2 separate regions of the Xenopus tropicalis genome follow, and region 1 is linked to region 2. A link is a contact called in public Hi-C data. All regions are on one chromosome and are shown on one strand. Each heading gives the region's core, a stretch centred on a gene start, on an enhancer-like site or on the middle of the called end of the contact. The rest is flanking DNA. Distances are from core to core; before and after follow the strand shown.

The links. Hi-C and Micro-C count contacts between places; a contact is called where the count stands out from the background.
Region 1: a Hi-C map of liver shows a contact between it and region 2, with 4 times the contacts expected there. The contact joins the enhancer-like site here to the promoter of lamtor5 in region 2. A contact is called at or near these places in 5 of 5 Hi-C or Micro-C datasets (brain, gastrula embryo, liver and 2 more).

What each region holds. Positions count from the first base shown.
Region 1 is chr2:72,432,024-72,437,207 of UCB_Xtro_10.0, forward strand. ggnbp2 (gametogenetin binding protein 2) reads right to left here. Exons shown (of 13, transcript NM_001006808.1): 6 at 1-19. Among named protein-coding and RNA genes, the nearest start is that of ggnbp2, 14 kb to the right of the region's middle. Within about 2 kb of position 2,713, at least 3 of the 11 cell types and tissues checked have an H3K27ac peak or open chromatin away from gene starts, as enhancers often do. A contact at or near this core is called in liver, where this site is marked.
Region 2 is chr2:72,305,777-72,310,527 of UCB_Xtro_10.0, forward strand. It overlaps lamtor5 (late endosomal/lysosomal adaptor, MAPK and MTOR activator 5), which reads right to left and starts at 3,241. Exons shown (of 4, transcript NM_001113873.1): 1 at 3,115-3,241; 2 at 1,020-1,081. The coding sequence starts at 3,149.

The DNA of each region.
Region 1 (5,184 bases), core at 1,463-3,962, 130 kb after region 2:
TTTGCAGTCGGCACAAAATCTAAATCAAACAGAGAAACAAAATTATATTAATAAGCTTTTGAATTTTTAAGTGTTTTCAAAACTGCAGAATACAATTTTTAAACAATGTGCAGAACATATAGCAAAGTGAAATGTTTTTCAAACCACAGCAAACATAAATGGTATTTTACAAACTGAAAATAGCAAATTTAAGCCCACTTTCCATATCCTGTATTATATATATATATATATACAAACTGTTGCAGATAGGCACTCTCGAAAATCAAAGCCATTGTTTGCCTGGGTGCAGTCCAAAAATAGGTGCAAAATAAACTTCGGAATGAGGACCGCTTCACACAGGACTTATGCAAGAAAAAAATTTATTTATAGTAACATAGCGAAGCCTGACGTTTCGGCTGGATAACCAGCCTTTCTCAAAGTTACCAAACAACTGTCCCACATTTTGTTTGGTAACTTTGAGAAAGGCTGGTTATCCAGCCGAAACGTCAGGCTTCGCTATGTTACTATAAATAAATTTTTTTCTTACATAAGTCCTGTGTGAAGCGGTCCTCATTCCGAAGTTATATATATATATATATTTATTAATATTATATATATGGGGCTAATAAAAAGGGAAGTGTTTGAAATTTGTTACTATACGTTGTTATAGTAGCGTCATACATTAGAATAAAGAAATGTGATTTAAGTTGAAGGTGCCTGCAATAGAAGCTTGGCAGAGCATCACTAGAGAAGATTCTCAGCACCTGGTGGTGATATCAATGAATCACAGGCTTCAAGCAGTCATTGCATTCAAGGGATATGCAACAAAGTACTAAACATGACTGTTTTAATATACTTACCATTACTTAGTCCCCCTCATTTCAGGGCACCATGTTCGGGACAATGTATAAGTGTTAATTTCTACACGGTGAAACAAATGTATGCAGAGAACTTTAAACTGAAATCTGGAATGTGCACTTTAACCATGTCTGAATTGTTTAATTTGAAATCTTACACGGAGGAGCAGAGGGGTAACGAAAAACGTGTCTTTGCCCCAAACATTATGTAGGGCACTGTAAATGCTACTGAAACCAGTATCAGTCTGGCTGTATCGGCCTGTGTAGGGGCAGAAACGAGGGGCCTGCCTAAAATTGGTCGGATATCGATCGGCCAGGTTAGAAAATTCAGTTGGATCGGGGACCGCATCGGCTCGTTGATGCGGTCCCCGAATCTCAACATGAATGGGGACCTTCAGACTTAACAATGTTGAAAATCTGCTGATAAAGAGAACTACACTGACCCAGGGAAGAATAAAAGGATTAAACAATAATACTTCATTCAATTGCAACTATATATTGCAAATGTTGTAAAAGCCATTTCTCTTTACCGTAAATACCTGTTAAAACTTGGCTTCCGGTCATTTGTAAAAAGGCGATACAGCGATGCAGGGGAAGCATCCACTATGCGATGATCGATTAATCGACCCTAGCCTTCCTTCCGAATAGGAAGGAGTCAGGCTAGGGTCGATCAATCGATCGCCGCATAGTGGATGCTTCCCCTGCATCGCCGTATCGCCTTTTTTTCAAATGACTGGAAGCCAAGTTTTAACAGGTATTTTCTAATAAAGCATTCAAAATACTAAATGGTTTGCAGGATAGGGCAATTATTGGGGCAGGGGAGAATAGAGCTTTTACTTAAAAATTTTTAGTGTTACTTTTCCTTTAAGTGAATGCAAGAGAATTCTAGGGTATTAAAGAAACCGTAACACCAAAAAACGAAAGTGTATAAAAGTAATAATATAATGTACTGTTGCCCTGCATTGCTACAACTGGTGTGTTTGCCTCAGAAAGACTACTATAGTTTATATAAGTTAGCTGCTGTGTAGCCATGGGGGCAGCCATTCAAATGACGAGAAAAGGCACAGGTTACTTAGCAGATAACAGATAAACCCCCATTATATGGGGCTTATCTACTAGTTATCTGCTATGTAACCTGTGCCTTTTCTCCTTTTTTCCAGCTTGAATGGCTGCCCCCATGGCTACACAGCAGCTTATTTATATAGTAGCTTTTTTGTAGCAAAAACACCAGGTTTTTGCAGAGCAACAGCACATTATATTTTAATTACTTTAAAACACTTTAATTTTTTGATGTTACTGTTCCTTTAAGAAGGGTGGGATAAATGTTAACAGTTGATCAAAATCCAACCCACAGTACAGGTATAGCATTCATTATCCGGAAACACATTATGCAGAAAGTTTCAAATTACAGAAAGGCCATCTCCCATAGAATCCATTATAAGCAAATAATTCTCATTTTTAAAAATGATTTTCTTTATCTCTGTAATAACAGTACCTTGTACTTGATCCCAACTAAGATATAATTAATCCTTATTGGAATGAAAACCATTCAATTGGGTTTATTTAATATTTAAATGATTTTTATGGAGATCCAAATTACGGAAAGATCCCATATACGGAAAACCCCAGGTCCCAAGCATTCTGGATGACAGGTCCCATACCTGTACTTTTAATACATATACTTTTATTACAATTACTGATGTTTGGGAAAATAATTCATCTCTGGATTACCAGAGAGTTGACCATTGTTTAAAGCAGCTCATGGTGCATGGATTCTTTAAAATAAGACACTTCTCTTTTCTCACAATAGACTACTGTTCTTTTCCTCTCAGCTTTCTCTTCTTCGCTTTCAGCGTGACAGGACAAATTGTTTGTAAAGCAATGCCTCCTACCTGTCAAAGCTGAGAACTGCACATAGCAGACAAGTAAAACAGTGCTCCCTATTCACTAAAGCGCTAAGAGAAATTACAGAATTCAAAAGAAGCCATTGGTTTTTTTGTGTCATTATCAGGCCGTAAGCTGCTCTGTTTTAACAGAAAATGCATCTCTATTTCCAGTTGTACGTAAAAGAGAAGTAAAACACGTAACAACTTTATTCAAAGTTGTAAAGAAGGAAGGACAAGAAATAATTCTGAAGGTACAGGAATCAAACGGATCAAGGACTCTAGTAGAATAATACACCAGAACAAGTCAGCCTTGCACAGAACAAAATTCCAGAAAGGACAGAGACTAGTATGTTCCCATGGCAGGTTGTGTGCAGTTGATCAGGTAAAAGTCACAGTAGTTAGGACAAAGTTAGCCCTTGAATTGCTGTAATAACACAGAGGGGTGTATTTATTAACATTGGAGACATAACCTTTGATGTTTCCCATAGCAACCAATCAGATCTTTGCTTTTGTTTCCTAACTTCTAGGTGACCGTTCAATTCTAATTGCTGATTGGTTGTGGACAACATCACCAGTGTATATCAGTGTATACCAATGTAAATAAATATACCCTAGAATGTAGGATAACATTGAACAGAATTGTCAGAATCAAGACGAAACATGTTGGGCTATCGGGCTATCAACTTAGATTTTATTATTTGAGATGCTGACTGTGCAATATATTTTAATTAAAAGTGTATATAATTGATTTTATACTATGGGAGTGCGTCCCTGTCTTCTCTTTTGAGTGGATAGTATGAACCTTAGTAAGTCACAGTAACTGCAGTACAGCAGCTCTAAGGGGCAGGGACCTCCATTCTCTTGTGTCTTTGACTCTTAACTTATTGCAACTGTATCTTGTATTTATTGTTATACTGTGTATTTATCTATTATTATCTTAATGTATCCTACTGTATAGCGCTGCGTACATAAGATCTCGGAAGCAAACCCAGCTTTCTGACACTGGGCTCTACAGTGCGACCCAAAATCCTTTGGTAATCCTCAGATTTCATGATGCCTTGCACACATTCAAGGCACCCAGTGCTAGAGGCAGCAAAACAACCCCAAAACATCATTGAACCTCCACCATATTTCACTGTAGGTACTGTATTCTTTGCTTATAGGCCTCATTCAGTTTTCGGTAGAATGATGTGCTGTACCAAAAAGCTCTATCTTGGTCTCATCTGTCCACAAGATGTTTTCCCAGAAGGATTACTCAAGTACATTTTGGCAAACTGCAGTCTTGCTTTTTTATGTCTCTGTGTCAGCAGTGGGGTCCTCCTGGGTCTCCTGCCATAGAGTTTCATTTTCATTTAAATGTCGACGGATAGTTCGCGCTGACACTGATGCTGCCTGAGCCTGCAGGACAGCTTGAATTTCTTTGGAACTTGTTTGGGGCTGCTTATTCACCATATGGACTATCCTGCGTTGCAACCTTTCATCGTTTTTTCTCTTCCGTCCAAGCACAGGAAGATTAGCTACAGTGCCATGGGTTGCAAACTTCTTGATAATGTTGCGCACTGTGGACAAAGGCAAATCTAGATCTCTGGAGATGGACTTGTAACCTTGAGATTGTTGATATTTTTCCACAATTTTGGTTCTCAAGTCCTCAGACAGTTCTCTTCTCCTCTTTCTGTTGTCCATGCTTAGTGTGGCACAAACAGACACACAATGCAAAGACTAAGTGAACTTCTCTCCTTTTTATCTGATTTCAGGTGTGATCTTTATATTGCCTACACCTATTACTTGCCCCAGGTGAGTTTAAAGGAGCAACACATGTTTGAAACAATCTTACTTATCCACAATTTTGAAAGGGTGCCAATAATTTTGTCCAGTCCATTTTTGGAGTTTTATGTGACATTATGTCCAATTTGCATTTTTCCTCCCTTTTTTGTTCTGTTCCAATACACACAAAGGGAATAAACATGTGTATAGCAAAACATGTGTTACTGCAATACTTTTCTGTGAGAAATACTTGATTTTCTGGAAAATTGTCTGGAGTGCCAACAATTTCAGCCATGACTGTACATACATCCCTGTACTTTACAAGGGAGCTATTCTAAGGTAGACATAACCATGAAATGGCCTTATCTTAGAATTGTAGAGTATAAATTATCATTTAAAACTTAGATTATATATGTGCTCTAAAGTGCAACAAAATAAGGATTTTAGAGCCTAAAATAAAGACTGGCAGCTGGAGAGAAGTTGTGCAAGGTTAATCACAGGAACAAAGAACACAGTTGTGTTGCAGAAAAGTAGCTGAACAAAATATATTTGTTTTCATACCCTTCAAGAGGGCTTGTGGAATTCAAGGGTCTTCATGTAGGGGAGAATACATCTAACAATCCTACTGCCATCTGATGATTTTGGAATTATTTGGAAAATCCTGATACAAAGACAATAATGCATTTGGCTTGTTCTTC
Region 2 (4,751 bases), core at 1,991-4,490:
GTCATGACACTGCAATGGTTCTTTCAAATATCTACAGAGACTAGGGCATGGAAAGGCAACACTTGGCTTAAGGAGAAGAATCTTTACTTTTTCAGGATTTACTAAATTGTTCATATTCTGGATACATTTTTCCACTAAAATATGTTACCCTTTATATATGTATAGCACTAACATATCATTCACTTCAGTCTGTCCCAGTGGAGCTTATTGTCATGAGAGAATTTTCATTAGCCTACCCAAACCTACCCTACACCTCCAAAAAAAAGTTTGTTTTTTTTTTTTTTTTTTTTTTAAAAAAGGCAGCCTCAAGGACAGGTTTGCAAGTGCTAAGCCACTGCTGATTTCAGAGGGAAAGTGAACCTTGTGATCACGAGTATTTTGTGGTGGGAGCACAAAGACTCAGCAACGCAGGTACAGAAGCTTCTGTTCTTGGCTTTTGGCATATATTGTCTGCTGCTGTCAGGGGCCCCAAGAGAATTAAAAACACAAGTAGGGTGGGGCTTGCATGGAGTAGGCAGGGTTTTGGACTAATGAAGCATGATGAGGGGATCAGGGGCATGGTTGTGTGTGTGCAGGCCATGGTGCCTTCAGCCCAGGTGACCAATGGATTAAAAACCTATTGTGTTACTTAACAGGGTTTACCAAAGGGGTCAGTACCCCCATGCAAGAGTCTGTTTGTTTCTACTGACTCTTTCACAGATTACTTTGGCTGCAGAGTAACAGATAGCAATCTCCATAAAAGGGAGAGGGAGCCTTCACATAAGACAAATATTGGAAGTTCAGCAGCTACACCAAATGGTCAAAGGTAATTCTCAGAGCAACGTAATTAATATAAAGCTGTTCCTCCGTTTGCTGCTATAATAGCCTCTACTCTTCTGGGAAGGATTTCCACAGCTGTTTATTTGAATTAAGCCTAAAAATGAATTTGTTAACCTTACTCAGAGTGTTCCTCAGAGTACTTTTGCAATTTACATCAATTTTCAATATTATACACAAAACCAATGTAAAAGGGTACTCACATCCCAGACTTAGCCCCTGTGAATCTGTACACAGAACTCCAACAATTGATGGATTTTTCATTCTGAAAAAGTAAGGAACGGCAAAACACTTGTGTCAAGATACCAAACAAATACTGGTTACCTATCTGAAAGCTATTTCAGCTATATCATCTCTACTAGTTCATAGGATATTATAGATATAGATTATTATAGATTAACCAAACAAATTTAAAAAGTGATAGAGTGGCCATAGCTGCCATTTTGTCCTTATAGTCAGGGGAAAAGAAAGATGATGTTGCAAAGTTTAGACAATTAGTCAGTCTCTGATGTTTCTTGTGTCAGTATTAAACAACACAACTTTTCTCAGAAATATATATATACTTCCAAATAGATGCCGGCACTCACTCACTCAGGTCCAAAAATTATTGAATATACTGGAGGAAGTGTCAGTACTCGCAGGACTTGTTGTTTTATTATATAGGAGACTAAAATTTCGGCTAGCACTCTAGCCTTTATCAAAGTGGTGAATACAACAAACTCAGTGTCTAAAAAGCACACAGTGGTGGGAAAAAGTGGAGATGACGTAATCCTACGTTACCAGACAGAGATCAAAATTATATCAAAAATAAATAATAACAAAAATTATATAGACAGGCAATAAAAAAAGAATACTAAATGGACAAAATAGAAAGTACAAGAGAATAACCACAAGGTCTAAGAAGAGTAACACTTTTTATGAAGCTAGATGTCAGGGATGTACCGTGAAAGTCAGAATATTAGAGTAAAATAGTCAGAAATATAATCAAGTGTTTAAATAAAGTTGAATCTTGGTTAAGGAATCAATAATATGTGATCGCACTGTGGGCAGATCGATCTGTGCAACCCGTTTATTAAACACCTCTATACAGATCATGCACTAGAAAATACTCACTAGCAGAGGATCAAGACCATGAATGTATTTGTTAAGTAAAATTCCAGGTGTAGAGTCAAACAAGGAAGCCACATGGTTGTGTGTCTGCTTGGACACAAACACACATCTATATATACACTTATTTACAGACCTATATGTACACACGTGTTGTTGCACATATACACATACAATTACACACATATTGATGCACATATATACACATGTGCACCTAAATATTTACTTATATATGTGTCTATATGTGCACATATATAAGCACTTTCATACACACATACGCATGTATATATGAGCACCTATGCACGCACCAATGAATACAGATATATATATATATATATATATACACACAATTGCAATAAAGGTTAGCACTCACAGGACTTTGGTTAATATTCACCAAAAAAGTTTTTTAGCAATATCTTACATGGTTTTTATTAATCCGACGTTTCAGCTCCACACAAGAGCCAGTATGCCTGACTCCATCAAAACATGCACAGCCCCCATCCCTTTCAGTTATGCCACTTTGCCCACCTACACAACTCCACTCCATCATCCTCCTCACATAACCTACCTGCCAGCCACTTGTGCCATTTCCTTACACATAACTGCATGGCCACCTCTGCCACCCAATTCACCTACACAGTTTCATGAGCCTTCTCACCCCCAATAAGGATTTACATGCAGTTAACTCATGACTCCCCAAACCTCCATGCCTGATATTGCACTGCTTCCTCCTAACAAAAACTCCAAGGCCTCCTCTGCTTTTCGAGTAAACCCCTCCAACAACTTCCTTGCAATTAATCTGTGCATCCGAATTTACATCCCCTCTTCAACTGCCTACCCGCCTAACAGCAACAACATGGTCGTTACCTTGTGTAACTAATAGCTCACACTTATGCTTATACCCCCTCCCCCAGATGCCCCAGTCTCCGAATGAACAGTGACAGTGTTCACCGCTTCCTCCCCCCACGATTTCCTCTCCTGAGTGAGATCACGCATGTAGGAATGATTAAAAATAAGAGAATCTGAACTATTACCAGCAAACTTAAAGACACGTTACGAAATTCAAGTTCTGAAGTGCATTTCTGTCTGTTTGAATTATTTCTGTTCTTTCGCTTTAAATGTCCTGATTTTACTAATTGAAAAAAACCAATTAATTTTATTTTCCTTAGTATGTGTTTACAGAGCACTCACGTATCTTCCAAATGCTGCTCCAGAGCCGCTTCCATAGCTGAGTCTCTTCTTCCTGTCAAAAAAACCTTAAAGCAGTTCCTCTTCCGGGTGTTTGCTCATGTGACCCTCCCGGTCAGCTGACTGTTAGACAGAAGGTGGGGCTAATGGGAGTTTTCGTTTGCAGTATTTGAAGCTCTGGCGCTATTAAGAAAAATCAATGAATGAAAAATACTATTAATATGCTTTGGCTTAATGGTGGTTCCGCTACAATGCACAATGCTTCATACAAAGCTAACATACTCTGAGAATAGGTTTCTTGATTACTGTTTTTACTGGCCTGACAGTAGGATTCTTGTCCATTTTGGTTTCTTGACTTCCTTTTGCAATTTAGTGTTTACAGAGGGTTAACTGACTTTGGGTGTCACGTGGGTTAATGTCCAGAGTGAATTTTACACCCAGTTCCATGGAGCTCTAGATTTGTTACTGCACATGACGTTGTTTCTTCTCCCAAATGGATGTGGTGGGCTTCAATCAAAGGAAATAAAATATTTCTAAAATATATATTAAAGGGTTTGTTCACCTTAGTTAAGTTAAGTGGCTATTGATAAACATAACCACAGAGTTTGTGAATGTGGTAAGAACTGAAAGCTCTACTGGGGCAAGGACAGATGTAAATTCCCCCTACTACTACCTGCCCAATCCTTAACTTGCATGTTATTCCTCACCTCATGCTGGATTGTTTATTAGGCCTAGGGTGCAGAGTGCAACCAGAAGCTTGACAGAAGTGGTCTTTTGAATGAGAAACTAAGAGTTATGCTATTGGACTTATGTCCGGGTCATATAAAAATGATCACTATTCACTTTCAATTCTTGTGCCACTCGGCACAAATGGTGGTTTTTGCCAGACTGTTCAATAAAAAACAGGAGAGGGTGCCCTTGCATAGAGTAGCATGCATTTATTCTAACAGGATGCTCCCACAGTTAAGGGTATGGGCCCAAACGGCTTAGTGTCAAGATTTTTCAATATTTTACGAGAAAACCCATCCTATACTAGCATATGGGAAAACACAGATACAGTTACATTCTTTACATAAGCTCACATTGCAGTCACGCTGTAATAGGGTAAAACACTACAATACTCTAGGCTGCTACAAGCTTATCTCTCTCTTGAACACTAAAGGTGGCCATACACAGGCTGATTGTAGCTGCCGGATATTGGTCCCTTGGACTGATTCGGCAGCTTATCGGCCCGTGTAGGGGCAGCAACGACTGCCTGCCCGACTGATAGCTGGCCTAAAATTGCCAGATATAGATCGGCAGGTTAAAAAATTCAGTTGGATCGGCGACCGTATCGGCTCGTTGATGTGGTCCCCCAACCGACTGGCTCCCCAGGGCCAAATGACCGAATTAACCTAAATTCCCCCGATATCGCCACCTGTTGATGGGGATATCGGGAGAAGGGACCTCGAAAGGCGAGCGGATCTTTAAGTATGGCCACCTTAAACATTTGTTTGTGGAAAAGGAGCAAGGCAACAAACAATTTAAATGTTCTGTTTTACAGAAATTACACAGGTAAATGAAATATAATTACATAAGTACTAGATATAACCAGCAGATGGTGCTATTGCTTAAAATTTTACTAAGAGCAACTTTACTTC